2 separate regions of the Mus musculus genome follow, and region 2 is linked to region 1. Evidence: chromatin contacts called from public HiChIP or PLAC-seq data. All regions are on one chromosome and are shown on one strand. Each heading gives the region's core, a stretch centred on a gene start, on an enhancer-like site or on the middle of the called end of the contact. The rest is flanking DNA. Distances are from core to core; before and after follow the strand shown.

Region 1 (4,891 bases), core at 1,655-4,154:
GATGCCCTGGAAAGAGGCAGTGTTGTCCACCCGTGTGTAGGGGACACTGGGCTTATAGCAAAGGAAGTGAAAGCGTCCGTCCGAGAGGGGGAAAAACTGAACATTCCCAGTAAGGGTAAAGTGCAGACACAAGCCGTTTTCCCAGTGTGGGTTGGAGGCGTTAGGAAGTTTCTTGATGGTGGAGTCTCTATAAGAACAAACAGGACTCAGTCACCCTTTCTTCTTTTCCCTCCCTCGGTACATCCTGAAACCTGAGGCCTGTTTTTGTTTTGTATTTTTTGTTCTTGTTTTTCAAGGCAGGGTATCTTTGTATAGGCCTGGCTGTCTTGGAACTCACTCTGTAAACCAGGCTGGCCTTGAACTCAGAAATGCGCCTGCCTCTGCCTCCCAAGTGCTGGGATTAAAGGCGTGCGCCACCAGTGCCCAGCTTGTTTTGTTTTAATAGTCTAGAAATAAATTACTGGGGGAGAAAGAGACTAAGACGTACTACAGGTCATTCAGGCCAGCCTGCTTTGCTTTTGTGTTTAGAGGTCGCGTTGCACGTTCTAACCAGTTATTTCTATTGACATAAAACTGGTGAGTGAATATTGGGTCCTCCAAATCCTAGCTGGAAACTTACCCATCATTTGGGATGATTTTCAGGCCTGTGGCTCTGGTAGCTGAGGTACAGTGATGTGACATGACATTCAGAAGTTGCACTAAACCTATAGCATGCTATTCCCCATGGTATCCTATCCCCAAACTCAGCTTCTTTAAACAGAGGTGCATCTGGGTACAACATAGTTGTTCCTTTCTGAGTCTTGCAGGCTTCTAGCTCACTAGCAGGCACAACAGATACTTCATCTGGAGTGGGTGATGGAAAGGGGCGGTCTGCTGGCTTTGGAGTTGAAATTGTGGTGCAGTCTCCTCCCATAGGCCAGGCATTCTGCAGTAACCATTGAACCACACAATGTGGAGCTTAACTATGCACAGTGGCATAGAGCTGTGACGTGAAGAAGCAAGGTGACATTTATCAAGTCACTGAATCTCTGTGTGGCTCAGTTTGCGCTGTACGATAGGAATGATGGTGATGCCTCTTTCCTAAGGCTGTGGGAAGGATTAAGTAAACGAATCCTTGTAAAGCACCTAGACCTGGCCTGGGTAATGACAAGCTCTCTCTCATCAGCACCACTGTGAACTATGGTTTCATCTTCTTCTCCCAGCCAACAATGACCATGTCACAGGGCTGGAACACTTAGGGATTTCAAACACATGACTAGTTCAAGAAGGGAGATGACTAAATTAGGAGTACAACCTCAGTCAGACTTCTTGGGTTCTCTGTAGCTCCTGCTAAGAAACATAATACAGACCACGTGTTCACTGGCCTTGGTATAGGTGACCAGTTTGCCTTGGTTTTCCTGGGGCTTTGCCAGCGGTAACATGGCAAATACCATGCCCTGTAAAACCTACTCTAGACATGCTCAGTTGGCTGTTCCCTGGGGCCTCTGGGGTCATTGCCCTTTCCAGGGTTCACTAATGACCATACCTTTGAGCGCTGCTTCCTAACTTCATGTGACCATTAGAGAGTGAATGGATCGTGCGTCACTACTTTGGAGCAGGTCAGTGGTTGTCACAGAAAAGACTGATGGCTTTGCTTTGCTAACTCTTCCTCAAGCCTTCCTCACTAGCGCTATTTAGTCTTCTTCTCCTATTTAGTCTTCGTCTCTAGGCCGAGAAGGTGACCAAGCCCCAGTCCATCCAGTGTACTAAGGTGGAGCAAATCATTTGTTTTTTTCTTTTTTCATTCTTCCATTCTTTGTTGTTGTTTAAAAAAAAAAAGTTGTGGTAGCTTATAGATTTTGTTAGACAAGACATTACTGCCAGATGCCAGGAAGCTGTCACAATAATTAATCTTAAGTTGAACATGATGTTCAAATCTCTCCTCTCAGCCCATTTGTAGCAGAACATCTGAGCTGGAGCGACCCATGTTTCTGGAGGCTGGGAACACCAAGGACAAGACGCTCGAGTCTGTGTCTGTGCAGCTGCTAATGAAGAATTGTGAGCGTCATTCCTGGTGGATACTGGAGGAGAAAGGAAAGGCAAAAGGGATAAAGAAAAGGCAAGCCCCGAGGCCCAGTCTCGCTTCCTACCAAAGTGGTCACACTGGTTGATCTGCTCTCGAAAGGTTTCGGTCATTCCTCATGACCCACGACCCTTGTAAAGAGCCCTCACCCCCCCCCCCCGTCCCCCGTCCCTTCTTAATGCAGTCTAATTGCAACATAAGTCTCAGAGGAGACAGACCATATCCATATTTGCATTTTGTAACCAGACTGAGTTAGCAGAGAGAGCTGGCTTACACTGGTGCACTGCCATTGGTTGTTAGAGCAATAAAATGCTACAATGAGGGTTGGTGTTGCCCTTGTCTTAGGGTTCCTGGGCTGAAACTCCTCATCATTTCTGAATGGGTGAATGCAGAGTACCAAAGAGGGGCTTCTGAGCCTGGGCCTACAGCTTTGTTGGCTCAGTGCCCTGGCCTTTGTATCTTATACTTTGTAAAATGGTTCACTTTAGTATGCTCTGTTTCTGCAGCTAGGTGGCCACAACAGTAAGTCCATCTACTCTCTCGGGGCCACTCTCCTCTGTGCTGGAGCTAGAGCCCAGGTAAAGGTGCAGCGGCAGTAATGTCCACAGTGGCAGGCACAGTTAAGTAGATCTGGCAAGGCAGTTCCCATGGTGTGATTTGGGCAAAGGCACAGAGTGTCTGAGTCTTTCAAGGATACAGCCATTTAGTAAATCCCCTTTAAGCTTAAATAACTATGCTAACTCTGCCAGCTTTTGCGTGCTTTACGCCACCCTAAACTTAAGCGTAAGACAAACATTTACCTAGCTATGAGTCATTAGCCTGGGCTGGGCTCGCCTGGGTTCATTGCATGCCTGCAGTTGGCTGCTAGGTTGGCAGAGATGATCCTGGAGGAGCTTAGCTGGATGGCTCATGTCTAATCTGTGTGGCCTGTCATCCTCCAGCAGATGGGCTCAAGCTTGATCATCACACTTGTTCCCAATGAGAAGGGTAGACAGCTTCTCTGTCCTACTGTGGACATGGATAAGACCCTAACTGCTAAGCCTTTGTTTTAGATTTGGCGGGGGTAGGGGGTTTGTTACTGTGTGATTAACTCTCCTGGCTTGATATATACAGTATATAACAGGACACAAGTCCTGTGAGATGTTATATTAAAAAAAACCACACACACACTTTTTGCAGATAAATACTTCTGAGATACTTTTTTTTTTTGAGACAGGGTTTCTCTGTGTAGCCCTGGCTGTCCTGGAACTCACTCTGTAGACCAGGCTGGCCTCGAACTCAGAAATCCGCCTGCCTCTGCCTCCCAAGTGCTGGGATTAAAGGCGTGCGCCATCACCGCCCGGCTCTGAGATACTTTTGAGGTAGCCTGATTCATGGAGCAGCAAACACTGAGAAGTGGTGCTTGGTTTTTGCATTCCCTTTGTGAGTTTTGATAAGAGAACACAGGAGTCTTGATTCAAGAGTTTTAGCCAGACACTTAGATATCCAACCAAAGATCGCCTTTCCAAGTTTCTCTTGTATCTGGTTACATCCAGAAGCGGATCTTCTTTTCATTACCGTAACAAATACCTCGGGTAATCAAATTATGAAGAGAAAAAGGTTTGCACGGGCTCGCAGTTGTAGGAGTTTCAGGCGGTGATCATGAGGACACTTTGCTTTTGAGCCAGATGGCAATAACTGAGCAAACAAATCAAACTCTTCCCTTCGTGGCTTGGGATAAAGAAGGATACAGCAGATCTTCAGTACCTTTCAAGGGACTGTCCTCAATGACCCAACACCTACTAAGCCCCACTTCTTAACGGTCCTACCACTTCCTGACTTCACCATTCTGAGTGACAAGCTTTTCACACATGGACCCTTGAATGACATTACAGGCCATGGGTCCAAACCATAGCAGTCTGTGTGGTCAAACTCAGGCCAGTGGAAGGAAGCACAGAGCCAGTGGCCGCCCTATTGCTTCGCGTTCTCTAGCCCACCTTGCCCTAGCTGAGAAAGATGAGAGCTGAGTACCATCCTAGAAGATACAAGGTGAGGTCGCCAGCTTTGCATTCACCACTCTGAATTTGGATGCATGGAAGAGAAGTTAACCCCACCCTGCACTTTACCTCTCTACTTTAGCAACACTTCAATACAGTAGCCTAAGGCAGTGGCTGACTAATAACATACTATATATACCCTTCCCCAAGACGTTCAAATTTTACCCACTGATGGAATCTCCTCCTTACCGCCCGCCCCACCCCCCAATGTGTGTATATGTGTGTGTGTGTGTGTGTGTATGTAACATTTTTTTTTGATGTACATGTTGGGAAGCATTCCTCACACTTCTCTTTGGGAGGTGTTAGAATAGACATCCTGATAGCTGGGGAAGCTGTGGAGTTATTTATTAAGGGGCATGACACTATCCACCCTCACCCCAACTCAGTTCCTACTGTTTTCTTCTTGAAAAAACTGCTGAAGAGCTAAAAATAAAAGAGGGAGGGAGAGAGAGAGAGAGAGAGAGAGAGGAAGGAAGAAAGAAAGAAAGAGAGAGAGAGAAAGGAAGGAAGGAAAGAAGGAGGAAGGAAAGAAGGAAGGAAGGAAGGAAAGAAGGAGGAAGGAAAGAGGGAAGGAAGGAAAGAAGGAAGGAATCAAGCAGGAGCTGGGCAACAAGACTGGTAAACTTGAATCAAGGCTCCTGTGACCATTGCCATCACCATCAATCCCTCCAGGCCTCTGTTTTCCCATTTGCAAAGTGAAGACAAATGTAGGGTTCTTTTGCTTGGATCTTGCGTGTGAAAGTGGCTAAAAGAACAAACCACACAGCTACAGCCTGGACCGTGATCCCAAGAG
Region 2 (4,952 bases), core at 1,742-4,241, 100 kb before region 1:
CTTTGAGTGAATGTGCATACGCCCTGGGCTCTGCAAGCATCGGGTGCTTTTTATCCCTATTGAGAGGTGAAATGCGAATCCAAAATTCAACTGATTTATCCTGGGATACCCCAGGTCAGATGCAGATAAAAATCAAGGCTGGCGATGTCTAACGGCTCTGCGCAGAGCTGGCTCCTTGGTATGGCATGAGGTCCTGGGCTCAAGCTCCAGGACTTCAGAGAAGAGACAAGGGGTAGCAGGAAGAGGGAAGGACAGAAACAGATGCTAAAGATGGTTATCTTCTCCCTGAGCCCAAACCTGTTTGTACCACCTCCACTGTTTGCCCAACCCTGCTTTTGCATTGTCGAATCGACTTTAAAAGGGACTTAAGCGTGGCACAAGGAGTTGGGTATGTGAAGGAACTTGGACATAACCGCTTCACTCTGAAGTACAAACTCGAGAGTCCCGAGGCCCCACTTTTGCCTTGCAGATCACACATCGACCATGCTAACTAACCCTCAGAGATAATTATCAGCCCATGATGCTGATGGGTACCAGATAATTCTAACGTGGTCTTGGCTCTGTCTTCTGAGAAGCTGCTCGATGTTTCCTGCTTGGGCCTGGCAAGCTTCACAGGGTTCCTAAGAAGAACCTCTACTTTCCTTTGTCCCTCCCAGAGAGGCGATGCATTTTCACTTCACGATGATTAAAACCCAGCGGCCTACGATACTATATTAGTTCACCCAGGCTTCTCAGAATCGTGTGTTAAAATCGAAACTGAAACATCATGGAGGTGGGAAGGTCTACTCATTAGAGTAGGTGATCCTGCCAGTTCCTGTAGAGCTATTCTGAGTGTTGGTGCTATTAAAAAAATAGGCATGAGATTCATGGTAGATCTCTAGATAAGGCTGTTCTCCTAAACAAATTTTGAAGAAATAATGGATTTGTAGACCATTAAAATTTACTGAGGACTAAAAGGAGAAATAACAAGGTGTCTTCATGTTAAACTTTGCTGCAGAGGTAAGGAGCCAAGAACTATTTTGAAATGACTCTCTGACTTAATTGTTCTTCACTCTCATGCCAACGTGTGTGTGTGTGTGTGTGTGTGTGTGTGTGTGTGTGTGTGTGTGTGTTAAAGTACTGCCACTTTTCTGGGAGAGAGATGAACTATTCGCATAGGCTAGTGCACACACTAGGAGGCTCTCTACAGCTTCCCCATCCTACCTTATCTCTTTGAAGTTTGACCCTGCAGCACAACTGGACTCCATCCTCCTTTAAATCATCCACCCCCTGGATACTGCCTGGTGGCATCTCACTGACTCCACTGGTTGGATATTCCTGACAAAAAGACATAAGATTGCTTGTGTTCCTTTCTCTAGCACCCGCTCACCTTGAATCGGTCTCCACCGTTAGACTAAAGATCAGGTGCCCCGGATACAACTTTGAGCTTGAGGTTATAGGCATTTATTTATAGGCCAGAAAGTTTCCTTCCAATGTTCGTAGTCAACAGATAGGAGTAGTTTAAAAAGATATTTGGGGGCTGGGGCTGGGGTTCAGTGGTAGGGTGTTCACCTAGCGTGTGAAAGGCTCCTGGCGTGAATTTCACACACACACACCCATGCACATACACACACATACACACACACCACTGCTTCCAACAAACAAAGAGAGCCTTTTTAATAGCTCATCTTCACTGACTGTCAAGGGATTGTTTTCTTCTGGAGACACTCAACCGACATGGAATTGAGCTCTGCCCATCTACAAATCCCCTGTAGGGTTTGTGAAACAAGCCATAATCCCCCTCATGAAAACACACACTGGCTATTTATGCTCATGCTTGGTCCAAATATTACAATTGTTTCTGGATTTCTGCCACATTCCTCTCGAGATGGTCATTTGGGAGAGTTTGTTTATAATGTGTGTTTTGAATGAAATTTTAAAATTCCAAGACCACAGGATGTAAGACTCAATTGTGGGTTAAACTTCATTTTTGCATTCCCCCCCCCCCCCCCAAAGAGGGCTTACTTACATTACAGCGGTGAACAGTGAATAGAAAACAGGGCAAAGGTATGTTTTTGGTTTTGTTTCAGGGATCAGTATTTGAAAGACTATGAAAAGCACATGCTACCTTGAATGATGAGGGAAAGTTGTTTCGAAATGGCCTGTGGCATTCGGTTGTTGGTTCAGGTGAATTAAAACATTAAGTGAGTTTATAGGAACCAGAACAAACAGTTTCTTTAGTGCCTGTGTGAATCGTGGCGTTAAAATCACAGACAAAACCCCTGAACTCCAAGATTGCATCTCTCTCCTCACACAAAGTCAAGCTTATTGAAATGAACAGTGGAACAGAACTCATTCAGAAGTTGGAAAAGAAAAGCTAAATTATAAAAGCTTTTCTAGGATTCCTTCTTTTCTGTTCAATCCTAGACTTGTCCCTTATGTCTTTGTTTATTTTCTAAGCTGATGCTAATTCTAACCGTCTGTCTGAGATTTTATGGGAAAATTTCAACTTTTAAATATAAATTAAGGTTTCTTGTATTTAAGTACAACTTGAAGTATTTTTTATTTTTTTGGGTTTTTTTTTGTTTGGTGTGTGTGTGTTACGAATGATAGACAATAAAGTGATGTGTCTGGCTTTCATGATTTTTCTGCTGGGCACCTCAGCCTTTGACGTTTGGATCTATTGTTTACTTCTTGGTACTTATGAGGTAAGGTACCATAGTGGATAAAGCCCTTGGAAATGAAGGCCCCGGTCTGAGGAGCACCTCGGCCACCGCTTTCGGCTGGATTTCTCCCCGCATCTCTGAGGGGCACCTCAGCCACTGCTTTCGGGTGGATTTCTCCACAAGCTGTTTCGGTTTACTTTCTCTCCATAAATCGGACGCACGTTCGCACGCGCACACCAGCGATTTCTATGACATAGCCTTTCTGGAATTCCATAAACACAGGATATCCAACATGGGCTAACCACTTGTCCAGAAAAGAAAATAAGCAGACGGTTGCCCACAGAACACAGCTTACATTCGGGCAGCAGAGTCCGCCAAGAAGCGATTGCATTGAGTCTCTGTCTGACTGATACTCCAACCTGGAAAGCGACAGAGTGCTTTGCAATGGCTGTTTCTTGTTAACAGAATGACTTACAGCCTCCGAATTGAGGGCTTATTTGATTTTTGACCTTGATCATCAGAGAGGGTGTTGTAGAGGACCACTGCAAATACTGTTCCTCTTAGGTACAAAGGAAAATGCTCTACTTAGGAAAAAAATAGGATAAAAACAATAAAATAATAAAACAATTTAATGTTTAATAAAATAAGACATTTGCTATCATATCAGGTGGACATATTTAGCTGTTCCTCTCTGACAAGAATCCTCAAAGCCTTTATAAAACATTAGGAAATAAATACTACCCTTCTTTGCTAAACTATTGACTAGTTTTGAGCTTAACACAGTCCTAAAATAAGAACACCAGCAGCAATCCCAAGCTTAGCTTCAACAGTGGAGTTTTATGCTAAGGTCTCCTCTCAGCTACTTAGTGCTCTAAATAAAGGGGGTTGGGAGTAGCAGCCCTTCCAGAAGCCAGGCAGGTTGGACTTGACAACCTTGCATTCCTATAACTACAGTGGGAGATCACTTTGCTAAATGTTACTCACTTTTTCTGGTCTACGGGTGGAGTTACTGAAACTGCCAATTCTAGGGCTCAGACGGTTCCTGTAAAAGCAGCCTTCAACGCATCGGAAAGACTTTCCTGGAGGAAGGAGCGCTGGCTCCATTTGTCTTTCTGGATTTACTGGGCTCGTTAATTCAGGTGCTCTGATAATGGTGCTAAGTGGGAAGAAGCCATTTTCTCAATTATCCTCGTCTGATAAGCCTTTTGGGAGTGCAATGAGCTACTGTCATTATGTAATTATGCCGTCCTTCTAGTTTCATGCCATGGGCAAAGCTCTGCAGCATCACGCCTTGGGTGTAGACCTGGTTGAGCAGCCCTTACCCTTCCACTCTAGTCTTCTATCTTCTTCTCCTGCAGTCCACCTTTCATAGCACACCTGCTTTTGTCTGCTTGTTTGGTCTTTTGGAAATAGGGCCTTACTGCTAACACAGCTTAGCCTGAAACTCTCAATTCTCTGACTTCAGCTTCTCAGTTCTGGGATCATAGGTGTGTGTGTCAACTATCCCAGATCACCAGGTCATCTGGGATGATCTTTCAAAAATATGAGTCATGCCTCACCACCATGCCCTGATTGACAGACAATCACATCTTTTCACGTCCTGCAGCTTTCTTCCAAGATCAGAGCAGTTGATTTGTCCAGAACGGGAGTTGGTAGCCAGAAGATATTGTGGTCATCAGTGATCTTTCATTGATAGCAATTGCATGATATACTATTCTAGTGTGATTCCACCAATAGTGAGTGTAATGGCACAGCCAAGGCTGAGAATGGGACATCTATCTCGTCAGTAGAAAACTTTTTTTTTTTTATTCGAGACAGGGTTTCTCTGTGTAGCCCTGGCTGTCCTGGAACTCACTTTGTAGACCAGGCTGGCCTCGAACTCAGAAATCCACCTGCCTCTGCCTCCCGAGTGCTGGGATTAAAGGCGTGTACCACCACCGCCTGGCTGTCAATAGAAAACTTATGTTCATCTTTAAGAAGGCCCTGCCTTCATCAAATGGGAGGATGCCAGTGCTGAATATATTGGAGGGATCTCTGGCATTTCTACTACAACCGTGAAAGCTGGACTCACTTGAAAGCATGGACCCAAAGGTCCAACATTTCTGCCCCTAAGCTGATTGATGCCCATATCTAAAATGTGTGAGTCATGGTCACTAACAGTGCTTTTTGCACCACCAATTGCTTAGCATTTTAGTCATCAGTGACAGTTTTGGCAACATGAGGGAATTCATGACCATGGTGTAAGATATCAACTGGTCCTTAGAAGACTATAGGTGACTCCATGGAAGGGACTAGAGCATTATTCTG

What was found. HiChIP or PLAC-seq counts read pairs in DNA pulled down with a chosen protein or histone mark.
Region 2: an HNF4G HiChIP or PLAC-seq map of pancreatic cancer cells shows a contact between it and region 1. The contact joins two enhancer-like sites. A contact is called at or near these places in 7 of 39 promoter capture datasets (the C10 cell line, embryonic stem cells, epiblast stem cells and 1 more), 1 of 15 datasets of contacts at CTCF or cohesin (the NIH/3T3 cell line), 17 of 484 Hi-C or Micro-C datasets (bone marrow-derived macrophages, embryonic fibroblasts, embryonic stem cells and 2 more), 17 of 115 datasets of contacts at active chromatin or transcription factors (CD8 T cells, embryonic stem cells, microglia and 2 more) and 3 of 9 other capture datasets (adipose tissue, liver and pancreatic islet).

The regions. Positions count from the first base shown.
Region 1 is chr5:53,461,259-53,466,149 of GRCm38.p6, reverse strand. No RefSeq gene overlaps it. Among named protein-coding and RNA genes, the nearest start is that of Gm40304, 83 kb to the left of the region's middle. Within about 2 kb of position 2,904, at least 34 of the 459 cell types and tissues checked have an H3K27ac peak or open chromatin away from gene starts, as enhancers often do. A contact at or near this core is called in pancreatic cancer cells, where this site is marked.
Region 2 is chr5:53,562,465-53,567,416 of GRCm38.p6, reverse strand. It overlaps a transcript of Rbpj not described here. Among named protein-coding and RNA genes, the nearest start is that of Gm40304, 18 kb to the right of the region's middle. Within about 2 kb of position 2,991, at least 49 of the 459 cell types and tissues checked have an H3K27ac peak or open chromatin away from gene starts, as enhancers often do. A contact at or near this core is called in pancreatic cancer cells, where this site is marked.